Linked DNA regions of Zea mays: region 2 is linked to region 1. The links are chromatin contacts, called in public Hi-C maps. All regions are on one chromosome and are shown on one strand. Each heading gives the region's core, a stretch centred on a gene start, on an enhancer-like site or on the middle of the called end of the contact. The rest is flanking DNA. Distances are from core to core; before and after follow the strand shown.

The links. A called contact is a pair of places that touch in the nucleus more often than the background predicts.
Region 2: a contact with region 1 is called in a Hi-C map of leaf, with 2.4 times the contacts expected there. The contact joins the promoter of LOC100285707 here to the promoter of LOC541993 in region 1. A contact is called at or near these places in 3 of 25 Hi-C or Micro-C datasets (bundle sheath, leaf and tassel).

The regions. Positions count from the first base shown.
Region 1 is chr10:82,018,187-82,025,335 of Zm-B73-REFERENCE-NAM-5.0, forward strand. LOC541993 (androgenic embryo 3) reads left to right here and starts at 2,183. Exons shown (of 2, transcript NM_001111644.1): 1 at 2,183-2,293; 2 at 2,422-2,813. The coding sequence starts at 2,188. The coding sequence ends at 2,642. It overlaps LOC100276076, which reads left to right. Exons shown (of 4, transcript NM_001149956.2): 3 at 193-362; 4 at 708-1,411. The coding sequence ends at 1,143.
Region 2 is chr10:82,418,365-82,425,157 of Zm-B73-REFERENCE-NAM-5.0, forward strand. LOC100285707 reads left to right here and starts at 4,679. Exons shown (of 2, transcript NM_001158598.1): 1 at 4,679-5,249; 2 at 6,408-6,793. The coding sequence starts at 4,789.

The DNA.
Region 1 (7,149 bases), core at 933-3,432:
ACCAAACGGGCCATACTATCATCTGAATTAGTCAAATACAATTCTGTAGCAAACAAAGTAATATTTGTCTTGCTGCTGGTAAATCTGCTGAACCGTCTGTTGGTGTGGTCTGCTATTGGTAGTTGGTACAACAAATCAAGATGCTGCATTTCATGATCTTTGATCTAACACAAGTTTTGTTTCTGTCATCAGGGTAAGCTCGTAGAGAAGACGCGTGAGGTGACATTGCACACTGAAGACATGGAGGATTCTATTTGCGCTGTGAGATCCATGGCTGATTTTGGACTTCCACTTGCTGATGACATGATCAAGGACATAAATAGATCACTGCAAATAATGTCAAAGACCCAGCCAAAGAGAGGGTACAGATATACTAATTCTTGGGAACTTTACTTTATTTTTACGATTATTAGCTTTACAAGTATGCTAGACTTTTTTCTTCACCTTTTTTATGACTAAAATGTCTTGGCCTTTTTGCCTTATTCATTTAAGAGCAGTCCAACTTCATATCTTCTATATATAGTCTGAAGTTAATTATCTTTTGCATAAGCTCTCCAGTTAGGTTCCAAACCAGGATCTTGCTTCTTAGCCAATAAACTACTATAGAACTTCACTTGTCAAACCCATAATGCCCTGTTGTACATATCTTGTTTTGGCTGAACGTCATCTTGTATGGTTTGTTTTAAGACAACTTTCATTGCTATCAGGTTGATCCAAAACCCCAGTTGGGGGTTCCAGTCAAGGAAAAGCTCAGGAACTTGGGACGAACTGGGCTCTACCAATGGAAGTAGCAGCAGGAACTACCTCTCTTCAATGTTCAACACGGCGAAGCAAAAGGCATCGGGTCTCAGGTGGCCGCAGCCTAATTTTGCAACAAAAGATGATACTAGCGAGAACTCGGCGTCGTCTTCTGCCCTGGAATCGCCACAAGCTGGTGGGCAAGGTGCATCTACACCAGATACAGAGAAGGATGAGCTCCCCATTTCAAGTCGGTTGTCAGAGGGTACGGCCGCAAACCGTAGCCTGCCTGCTACCGGCGTCTCGGAAACAGTGGAGGCTTACAACAAGTTCAAAGAAGAGCAGGAGCTGAAGCTTCGTGAGTGGCTAAGAGACTCTGAAGAAGCCGTCAATGATAAAGACTGAGTGTGCTAAAGCTGCTTCGGCCCTGTGCCTCTGTTATTAGATATATGGTACATTCTGAACTAAAAAGAAACATAGCACTCTGTTAATGAAACAGAGGTTGATTGGTATAGATGCACAAGATGCCGAAAGACTGTAGTTTGTGATGAAGGGGTTGGTCCGGACGATTGTAACGTGACTTATTTATAGATGCCATTGCATAGTGTTTGTCTCAAGCCTCATGTGTAATTGAATCACGATAGATAATAGATAAAAGATGTTGTCTGTTTCTGTTCTTGTGATCCAAGTATACAGCTCCCAGCATATAAGCATTGGAAAGTTTCTGTATCTGACTCCTATGATCCTATCAGCAGTTGCCCCAACAGCATCTCAAGTTTTCAACACAGAACAAACAAGATCACAGCTGCTCCGCCTGTGTGGTCAGTTCATCTAGTTCTTGTCAGAGCACGCAACGCCGTGTCAGCCGGTGCTAGTTTTTATTCCGAAACTGATTCTATTTTTTTACAGTATTTTATCTCTGAATTGTAGCAGTAGCGTTCGAACAGCTGGTTTAACTGGTTTAAAGCTGCAGCGAACAGAATTGGTTTGAAGATAATTTTAACGTCTCCTGATTACGCATTCCCATGTGCGTACATGCCGAGTGCATTCGCGTATATGCTGAACTCTAAAGCCTTAGACGAGTCTCCGTGTACCAATGGATTGAATATGGCAATCCAAAAAGGATTTCGCACTAAACGAGCTACACTTGAAATTAGGAATAAAATATTTTTTTAAGTTTGGGTAAAATAAACAAACATCTAGAGTTATCCTAATAACTCAGACTATATTTTAAGTTGGACCGAGGTAGCATTTGAATGAATTAATGGTTTACTGCCTTGTTTAGAGGTAAATTGAAGTCGAACGTTAAATAATGACAAATGAAAGAAGCCACCAGGATACCGCGCATTTATCTCATGCTAATCTTTCCTGCTATATAAACCAGACCAACCCTGCAGGCTGCAGGGTGAAGCAGCCGGTAGTACTCAACCCTCAACACACCCAGTCACAATGGCGACATCCGTGAAGCGCAGCCACAGCTGCAGATGCCAAGTACTCTTCCTGCTTGCGTTGGTTCTTCTGGCATTCGTCTCTGCGAGTCCTACACCCATCAGCGGCAAGTAGTGCACGACTCAGTCTCGTATTTTGGCCATATACGTTTCGGTTTGTACCCGTCGTCGGTTCATCTGTTCCTTTTCCTTGGACATGGAGAAGATCGATTACATGTCTGTTTGCGATGTTCAGGTCAGAGCATTGACGACGGCAGGAAGAGCAAGACAACGGTCGTCGTCGGCGGCGGCAACGAGGCAATCGTCGACGAGGACAACGACATATTCAACGGGTGCCACTACAATAACCAGAATCCCCATTATTCGTCGGCGCTGTTCTGCTGCAGCAAGGACAAGCTGTGCTGGGCGTCGTTGCCGGAGTGCGCCGCCAACTGCCCTTGCAAGACGAACTGCTAGACGATGATGAGCTTCGAGTCTCCAGTTCATACATGATCCATGGTTGTGTTATTGGATGAAGATGTACTAGAGAGGCAATCGCCAAAGATGCAGTCTTGATAGCAACTGAGAATAATCGTACGATAGATATTGGGCTAAACCAGGACCAGGAGTATCCAAAAATTGTTTTATAGCACCCTTGGCCCCGGCGCCCCGCCCTCACCAATCATGCATGCGCACTGCTCCACCTCACGCCGCCTCCTCCTCTCCGCCCCCTCGACCGCGCTTCCACTACCGGTGGTCGGCGGCTCTCGCTACCTCACCTCACGCCGCCGCGATCTCATTCCTACCCTCTCCTGACCACAGTGTTACCAACGACCACTTTGCCACGACGCCTCTGCCCTAGCTCCGCCCAACCGTTGCCTCGAATTGCATCCTCTCATGACCCGATTGTATCCTCTAATGGCAAAATAAACACAACACATCACCTTGGACCTTACCACAATGCGGGCGATCCAAATTTTTCCTTGAGACTCTTAAAAATTCTAGTTCAAAAATGAATACAAATAGAGGCTGATTATAATCCGATTCGATCCTTAAATTTTGCTTACATTTTGTAGTGTAAAATCTAGAGCCCGTTATCACCCCTAACCACACCGCATCACATCTATTGGAAAATATGACATATGCTCAATCCCCCAATGGATGTGACGGTTATCTCGCCAAGCAACACACCTTTTCCTTCACTTTTATATATATATTAGGTGAGTGCCCGTGCGTTGCAACGAGACCACTACATTGCAACCTTTAATATCATACAGACTTCTCTATATGATAGTACAATACTTGCACATTGCTACGGTTTATATATATCATAATAGCTACATGTTAGATCAAGGACACACATAATTGAGAGGTAAAAATTAGATTCCAATACTTTCTCAAGTAGTTTAACTCAAATTTTAGCCCGCCCGTCGTCTGGGTCGTCGTCGAGCCCGCCGCCGACGCGCCCGCCACCGCCGAGGTGCTCCGCGGCACCGACATCATGTACAGGCACCTCGCCTTCAAGCCCGAGGACAACTTCACCACCGCCGACACCGAGGCTCACGTGCAGCGGAACGCCGCGCTCGCGCACGTCGAGAAGCACCGACTCGCCGGCGTCCTGCACTTCGCCGACGCCTCCGGCGTCTACGACGTCGGCTTCTTCGACCAGATCCGCCAGATCGACGCCAGATTGATAAACTGTCACACCCGTCTTTAAGGAACAAAGCCGGGTGCATCTCATACATACGCCAAGAAGATAACATATATAATAACAGAGTGTATAGAGATAAATGTCACAATAATCAGAGTATTTATTACATAGCAGAAGTCTTATTACAAAATAAAATATAAATATAAAACGAACTAAGGATCGTCCTTGACGCAGAAGTCAACTGGGGAAATGCCATCTAGATCAGATCAAACTCCTCGCCTTGTGGCTCTTCCAGAACCACCTGTTCTTCTCCTGTGGGGGTGTGAGACAGCAAGGGTGAGCTCACACATGATCATAGCTCAACAAATTGTGGGGAACCAGTGGGCATGAACTCACCAAAGATGGGAGTTCATGTGATGTGTAAGGCTAGTCAACAACAGGGGTTAAAGCTGAGCATTGCTTTTAATTAGTTGGTCAAAATTTTATTAGCAGTTACTAGATGTAAGTAAATACCAAACCTTAAATAAAGTAATAGAACAAAATTTAATAATAATCCCATGCATATGCAAATGATAAAATTGAATTTAAGTTCCATAAATTAATCATCAGAGAGTCCTGAGCTGCTCATGACCGTGAGCTCGGCTAGTATACCAGTTTTACACTCTGCAGAGGTTGTACCCTTTACCCACAAGTCATGTTACCCATTTGCCAAGGGATCACGACTCCTATACACCTCTACCTAGGAAGCAAGGCAGGGAAACACTACGACGCCTTTACAAAGTTCCACTAGCTTCCGAAAACCCGCTACAGTTTATGGGAAGAGCACTTGCAAGAATCCCCCGTCTGACCACCATCGTAGCAAAATCAACCCGAGAACCTCCTTGCATGCAACTCCCCTACTGCCCTTGCTCCTTTCAGGTAAGGTAGTCTTCCACTAGCTTTCCTAATTAGTTAGCCAAGGGGTTCCATTCCTCCCTTGTGGTGGCACATGTTTCTCAAGTTAAGCTCTATGTTCCAATTAACATTAATGATCTTGACATGAACATAAATATAATAACAAAAGAATTGGAACTTAGATATAATAAATGATTATCCCAGAACCATGTAAAGCAATAGCAAACTACCCAAGTGATTCAGGGGTAAACAAGGTAATGAGATAAACAATCTAGGGTGACCTATCGGGTCCCATCAAAATTAAACCTATGCATGAGTAAGTGACATTAAAGAACATTATTGGGTAAAAAGTGGTCAAGGGCACAACTTGCCTTCAATGAGCTCCTGCTCAGCTACTTCTATCTGCTGCTCACCCGGATCCTCAGTCACGGGCTCTTCTACTCGCCACAATACAAACAAGCATAGTATATATAGAGAAAATGAACATCACACCAAACATATAAACAAAATACACAGTAATAATCTACACATTAAAATAAAGTCCTAGGAACAGGAATCATAATTTTTGGAGTTATAGATTTTAAGATATGAATTTCCAAAGGTTTTATGTGCTTAAAATAGGATTAAGTGAGAATTTATTTTTACTGTTGTTTTCATGACAAAACAGAGACTCTATGTGATAGAGAATAATATTACAAAATTTTAGAAACTGGAATGGGTTAATTTGAATTAACAATGAATTTATAAGTTCTAGACATTATTTATACATTAAAAATCAATTTATAATTTAAATTCTCGGGTTAAATACCATTCTGGAGTGGGCCTCATTTTCCAGAGAGTACAGGGGTGCCTGGGTAAAATTTCTAAGACATAGGGAACAGTGTCCCTGGACCGTGGGTTCATTCCTCTGTTTCACGTGGACTCTTTAGCAATTTGCGCAACCGAAGGGGTATCGCAAGATTCTGGCCGCTAGATCACGATTGAACGGCCCGGATTAGATCGTCATTATAATGAAGCGGTACGCGATCATGGCCCTTGGATCTAAATCCAACGGTACAGATATAATGAAGCCGAGATCCCGCCACAGCCCTTGGATTCCGATCTAACGACCCGGGGAAGTTCTAGCGAAGGGGGGGGGGGTACGTGTGCGCAAATCCGGGCATCCATCCGCAGATCGACGGTGCGCCCAAGTCAACACGCTCCATCATCAAAACAGAGCGGCACCTCCATCCGACCGTGGCGGAGGCCATGGCCGGAGTTGCCGACCACGACACAATCACCCAAAATTCCAAGCTAATCAGTGCTACGCGTTTCAGAAAGGAAAGTAAACTTAAAGGCGCGGCTCATATCGGAAATCGCAGGGCAGAGTTATCCCGACCACGATGCTACGGAGGCGATACTCGACGGCGAGCAAATCCAAGGTCCACCTATAAATACCCCCGTACAGTGCCCTTGAGAGGCTGGATGAACAGAGCAAATGCCATCTTGAGTTAAAACCTTGTTTGCATTCCTTTCACTCCCCCGTTGGATCATCTTGTCCAGGAGAGCAAGTTCCAACATTTGACGCCCACCGTTCGTGCTACGAACAAACCACCCGCGATGGCACCCAAGAGAGCTAGCTCGAAGGCAGCCCCATCCGTTGACGAAGCAGCAAAGGCGGCACTGCTAGCCGAGAAAAAGGGCAAGGCCCTTGCAGACACTACCCATCAAGAAGCCTGCGAAGACGATACTATCAGCAAGAGACAGCGCAACGACCAACCAACTCCCGAGGACAGCCTCCGCACCTGTAGCTCCAGTGGACAGCCATAGGAAACACCCCCAGGCTTCGCTCCGCTAGAGGGCGAGGACGCCACAGAGGACGGCGAAGTCATCGGCGTTTCAGCAGAAGAACAGCTATAGCTGCGGGCCCTCCGCATCAAGAACCGCAACCTCCAGAAGCAGAAAGAAATCCTCGAGGCCAAGCGCCAACATGTTTCCGCGTAGGCCAAGGTGTGCCAGATGATACGAGACGAGGAGCAGAGGGCTCAGGAACTCGAGCAAGAGATTGCGCTCATGCAGCGCGAAGGCCAACATGATCTGCAGCACGACCCGCCCCTCCAACAACGCGTGCCAGTCGGAGACCTATTCATTCCTCAGCGTGGACCCTTCATCCCGCACACCGCAGCATTCCAAGGCGCCAACTACCTTGATGAGCGGAGTCCCCTGGTGCCGCAACTGCAAGTGTCATCGTGGCCCGCCAACTTCAGGGCAGGGACCTACCCCAAGTACAACGGCAGCACCGACCCAACACAGTACATCATGAGCTATCAAGTCGCTGTCGCATCATCCGGAGGGGACGACGTCACGATGGCCAAATCCTTCATCATCGCCCTCGAGGGTCCGGCCCTAACCTGGTACACCAGGTTGCCCCATTGTCCATCGAATCCTGGAGAAGTCTCA
Region 2 (6,793 bases), core at 3,429-5,928, 400 kb after region 1:
AGTTGTTATCCCAAAGAGTACATCCTCATAGAGGAAATACCAAAATCCATAGTTAGAAACATCATTAATAGAACCATCATCATCATCTGTAACCAAATCTATAAATAGAACCATAATATCTCGAACCATCTTATCTCTAACTCTAATCAAAGAGGATCCCAAGGCCGCTCTTAACTGTTAGCACAACTGATATATCAGTTTCATAACACTCTTCAGAGGTTGCACACTTTACCGATGAGTCGTGACCCCTTTTGCCTCGAGTTGTACGGACCCTTAAACACTTCCAAGGTGAGTAGGCAAGGTTTCACTATGTGGCTTTTCTCTAGGGTCCTCACTATGCGAATGTTGGAAATGATCACTGCATAGAGACCATCTGACGTACCTAAGCCTATAGCCTCCACTCTCAGGAAAAAGCCATGGGAACGACGCCCATACCTATATCCCTGAGTGAGAATATAAGAGCCATATCAGATGCCTCTGTCCCCAATGACCAAAACCAGTACCCAACACAAGACTTCCATGATTGCTTGGCCAAGGACGTCCTATATCACCCTCATGGTTGCACTGTTTTTCCAGGTGATCTCTCAACGAATAAGTCCTTATGGAAAGGTACTCGAGAAACAGCCCAAGCCCCCTTTAGTGCAACAAGTTCATCATCATATTCAGAATAAAATCATCGTATCATAATTATATATCATCATGTTAATTTATTAAAGTAGAGCACTAGCATAAAGATAATCATAATAACCCAAAATATAATCAAGGACAAAGTAAATAGAAAGCTAATCAATCATTAGGTTTTATTTATATAATGCGGGGAAATGAATCATCATGTGAATAGGTCATAAGTAGGTGAAAGGGAAATGCGTCCTTGGACTATTTCTATTCAATTTTAGTGATTAAATGCTCAACACATTCTGTTTCGACTAACATCATCTTGTATGAATAATAAGCACAAGTAGTTAAAGCAAATTGAGAAAAAGTGCATTTGGTGTATATTGCAAATCCTATCACATCAAAGGAACAAAGTATGATTCTAGCACTTAGTAAATTGTTTTAGTTGTTAACTACGTTCTTCTAAGTGCTAGAAAACTCTCTAAGTCGATACAATTGGAGCAAAGAAGTTTGGCTAAACTTAGCCAAACATGCGCCAGCCTCGGCGCACCAGACTGTCCGGTGCCTAGGCCATCAGCTGGCCGAACAGGCCACTCTCGGGAAATTGGCCAAGCGCGCTGGCTATAATTCACCAGACTGTCTGTTGAGACAGTCGGCCAACGGCTCTCGCAATGCCAATGGTTGGCACGTAATGAACGGTGGACACGTGGCAGCACCGGACTGTCCGGTGCGCCACCGAAATGTCTCGTGCGCCACCGAACTATCCGATGTGCCTAGCAGCCGAAGGATGCAACGACACTTAAATTATAATTAGGACGTGCTTTCTTTGTTATTAATGTAAAATATTGTCAATTATGCATATTGTCATATGTAAGTAATTATTATGTGTACATCAAAATAAACATATTTCTACAATGAATAGTCTCTTGACAAGTTAATTATTATTTTTATCATCAACTATTATAGGAAAACGTCGTAAAGTACGAGTTTAAGGCCCTGTTTGTTTGGGTTTTTTAGCTTCTGGCCACCAAAAGCTGCTACGAACTGGAAAACGTCCCAGCTTTTCAGCCCGCTTCTATAAGAATCATTTTTGGTAAAAATCATCTAAAATCAATATGAACACATAATCGATCGAGTCGTCACGATAGTAGTAATCCATAGCTTTCTAGATCCTAAACCCTTGGATCAATTCTTCTTCCTCCGCATATAATCCCCACGATATTCAGATTCTTGTCACAACCAGATTCTCAGAAAAAAAAACTCAGAAAAAAAACTGAACCAAACAGACCCTATGGTCCCCGTGGGGAATGAGGATAGAAATATTTCCCGTCTACGTCCCTGTTTACCCTGTCGGGGAATATTTTTTCCCGTTTACATCTCCGTGGAGGAAAAACTTCCTCATCTTCATTTTAGAGCTAGTTTAAGAACACTAATTTTTCAAGAGATTTATATTTTCCTAAGAGAAAATGAACTAATTTTCTTTGAGAAAATAAAAATCTCTTAGGAAAATAGGATTCCCAAACTAGCCCTTCTAAGGACTAGTTTGAGAACTCTATTTTTTCAAAGGATTTTTATTTTTCCAAAATAAAATGAACTAATTTTATTTAAAAAAATAAAAATCTCTTTAAAAATAGGATTCCTAAAATAGCCCTAGTAGAATAATTCACCACCGCGGATGAGAGAACGATGCCCTATTGCCATCTCTACCGCATTCCGAGCTGTCACTTTCATATATACATCCTTTCTGCTAACTTTTCGCCTCCATCTCCAAAAGTTTTCAACAAAACGCGGACAAAATTCAAAGACGCAACCGTATTTCTCAACCCTGCAGCTCCCTGAAGTCGTACGTTGACATGTAAACATAAAATATGATAAATAGTGTATAATACGACTTCCTTGGCTCCTTGCACAATATGGAGTGAGATTGATTTGAGAGCCTAGAGCGTACCGTGGCTAGCAGATGCTTAACGGGAGCTTGATGACTAAGAAAAAAAATACGACTAAAGGTAAAAATGAGAACACCAACAAAATCGAGCACTGTCTGTCCTGGACGTGATAAACATGGACGGATTAATCAAGCGTGTGAAACGAATCTCGTGTGGCTGTGAGGCCGGCCGGCCCACGCGTTGGGTTTGGTATCCGTCGCGTAGTGTTGTGATGATGATGATAAGGCCACCGGGATCTCTTGGAATTCGTTAGGACTCTTTTTTTTTGTCTAGCTAGCTCCAAAATAAAAAAATAGCGTTAATACTCAAATAAAGACGACCGACAACAATTAGAGGTTTTGGAATCTGTGTCACATCGGATATCTGAATGTCAATTGTGATAAAGACTAATTATATACTTTCTATGTTCTTTTTTATTTGTCATGGTTTAGTTTAAAAATGAACTAGCGAGTGACAAATATTCGAGAACAGATGTATTAGCATATTTACAAACTAACTAATTATAATTAAACGATGCGACGAATTAATCAAACCTAATTAATCTATAATTGGCAAACATGAGCAAATCATAACCTAATTAGACCTTGTTCGTTTGTGTCGGATTGCACCTGGAATCGTTCCACTTAATCAAAGTTTATATAAATTAGAGAATCAATCCAGATAGGAATCATTCTGACCACCAATCCGACAGAAACAAACAAGGCCAGACATAATATATAGACGTGTCTTACCATTTAGTTTTTATCTCTAATTGGTTTTTATAATTAAACTGTATTTAATATTTGTAACCAGTAATCAAATATCCGATGTTAACGTAACTAAAATCTACTTCTCTCGAACCCAAACGGGCTGCTAAGGTGAAGACATCTCTATGTGCACAGTTTTGATTATTAGCCACGCCCACGGGGAACGAATCGAATCCCCGCTTGCTTGCTTGTGGGATCTTCTTCCTTCAGTTGCGATATTCCAAGGCGAGCTTCTAGATGAAAAGGACGTAGGGCGAGGGCGATATACATTTTTTTTGGGCCAATTACCTGTATGCCATCGGAAAATATACTCGTTACTTGTGTGCCACTGACCCCACATGTCATACACACAGAAAAATATACCTATATGCCACTCAGTGGCACACAAGGAATGACTATAAAATCTGATGGCATACCAGGAATTTTTCCATTTTTTTTCCCTAAACACGGCGCAGACGAAAGCGCTTGGACAGCAACGTTGTCGGCGGCATTAGAAGCAGAGAGATGGCAACAGGGATCCCATTCACGATTTCTCCACGGCGAATTTTTTTTGTTAGAAAATGAGGGTGAAGAAGTTTGTTTTCTACGAGATGTAAATTAGGAAAAATATTTCCTTGGCAGGTAAACGGGGGATGGATTAAGAATCCATTCCTTATAGGGCTCATTAAACTTACATTTGACGATCATTTCATATACTAATTAAAGATAAAAAATAATTATCTTATCAAGAGATCACTCATTATATAAATATGTTTTTTTATGTATACATAATATTTTTTTACATCTAACAATGTGCATAAGTATATAACAATGTGCATAAGTGGCAATATTTTATATTAATAACATACGAATTATATTCTAATTATAATTTAAACGGGGGACGGAGATCTCCGACGAAGATTTATTCCCATGGGGAATGAGAATAAGGAAGAAATGTCCTCCATAAATGTTCGTGAAGATCCTCGTAGGGAAAAAAATTTCATTGTGGAGACATAGCTCACGAGTACAGGATTGGAAAGCTAAAGGCATGTTTGGTTCGTGTCTAAATGTGTCATATTTTATCTAAGTTTAGTCGTCTGAATTTAATAACTAAGCTTAGTAAAAAAAAGTTAAAAAAAAAATATGACAAGTTAGACACTGAACTAAACATATCCTAACATCTGGGATGAAAAATTTCTGGTTGCCATCTCTACTTATAAGCCACTCCGCTCAGGCACATGTGCAGCATGCACGCATGGCAAACCGACGGGCCGGCCGGGTCTATTCTGCCGCGCGGTGCTGGTGCGGCGAAGATTGAAAGGAGTCCCGCCCCCACGTACGGGTGCTGTCAAATACTCTCCATATATATATAAGGCTGTCGTCAGGTTTGGTAGCTAGCTTGGCGTTTGCCAGCACGCATAGCGATTGCGACTATTGGCGATTGTGTAGGTGTAGTGTGCCTGTCGAGGAACGAGAGCCTCAAGACCCGAGCGTCTTCAGATATGGAGGAGGCGGCGGTTGCACGGACGACCAGCGAGACCCAGGTGGGCGACCTGCCGGAGGTGTGCCTGGCGCAGGCCATCGCGCGGACCTCCCCGCGCGACGCCTGCCGCTGCGCCGCCGTGTCCCCGGCCTTCCGCGCCGCCGCCGACTCCGACCAGGTCTGGCGCGCCTTCCTCCCCGAGCAGCTCGAGGCGGCTGAGGACCACTTGGACAGCCGCCGCGTGTCTCCGCCGTCGCAGGCGGCTCACCCAGCGGCGACCGTGCGCGGCCTCAGCAAGAAGGACGCCTACCTCAGCCTCTGCGACGCTGCCGGCGCCGTGGCCGTCGACGGCAGCGGGTGCAGGGTGTGGCTGGAGAGGGCCAGCGGCGCCACGTGCTACGCGCTGTCGGCTCGCAGGCTCAGCCTGCCCTGGGACGACGGCGAGTTCTCCTGGAGGTTCACGCACCACCCACGCTCCAGGTTCGCTAGCTAGCTGCTGCTCCCAACTACCCGCTCCATCGTCCTCGCGCGCCGTCATGCTCTCTATCTCTCTTCTCCGAAAATATCCATTCCTGCAACCCAATTAAAATTTGGCTGCTTCAATCAGTTCTTTCTGTATTACATTTCTCGTCATTCCATTTGCGTGTAGCGTCATATATACTCCCCGGCCGTGGCAGCGACGTAATAGCTTAGTTAGTACGCGTAGGAGCTAGCTAGCAGACATCAAGCTAGCTAGTCCCCATGGCAGCCATAAGCAAGGTCAAGGCCATTCTCATCTGATGCATTCATCGTAGTCGTCCCGGCGACGGCGAGCACGCACGCACGCAGCTGCATCCACTAGTGACTTTGAGCGACACAAGCTAGCTAGCTCCCCGGCCGCCGGTCATTGTCCGTCGTCGTCCTCTACCTTTCTACTACCTCAACCATGCGCGCGGAGCGGAGAAGAAAAGCGGCATCCACCAGTGGACACGAGACACTGACACGGGTGGACGAGAGGCCGGCACGGCAGCACCCACACGTTTCCAATGGAACCGGTCGTCGTCACATCTTCCAGAACGGTTGAAGCTAGCTAGTGGTATAGAAAAGAGTAGATTAATTATTATATTCTTCCTCCGCGATGTGCCCAACAGCGACCGGCGCCGGCGCCGCTGTTGATGTGCACGTTTCCTGACGACCTGTGTGGCCCGGCGCCGTACGCCGCCGTCGGTAGCCCCATACCCGTACGTGTGCATGCGTGCTGCTCCGTCCATTTGTCGTCAGGCTGGCTGGCTTCCTCAAGTGGTACGGCGGCTTCGGTGCAGATCGGATCGGAGTACTTGAGCATTCGGCAGTACTCGTTCGTCGTTCGTTCTTCCAGTGTGACGTGTGTCGTCAGCGCCGTCGACGACGACCATCGACAACGATGGCCGGCCGCCCGCGCGCTGGCGTGGATCACATGTACACCCCCCCAGGCACCGCACCAGCCAATAAACAACATCGAATCCCTTAACTAACTATTTTTGTATTTGGGTTAATTATGATACGATACGGTATGATATATGATATGATATCCCTGTTTTCCGTGGACGATTAAAATACTGAAGCACGCGGCGGCAGTGGCGGTGGTGGATTATTGATGATCTTTTCGCACGCACGCAGGTTCGCGGAGGTGGCGGAGCTGGTGGACTGCACGTGCCTGGACATCTACGGGAGCCTGCCGCTGGCCGCGCTGACGCCGGCGACGGTCTACGCGGCGTTCCTGGTGTACGGCACCGCGCCGGAGGGGGCCTACCGCGGCCTGAGCTACCCGGACCAGGAGACGGCCGTGGCCGTGGGCGGGCGGGTCGTCGCGCGCCACGCCGTGTGCCTCCGCCCCGACGACGCCGAGGCGCGCAAGTTCAGGGGCCGCGGCGCCGGGGAGGAGGCGAGGAGGCCGAGCCTGCGGGCTGACGGGTGGGAGGAGATGGAGATGGGACGCCTGCGCACGCCGCCCGTGGAAAGCGGCGGCGGCGGCGGCGACGTCTGCGTGGTGCAGGCGAGCTTCG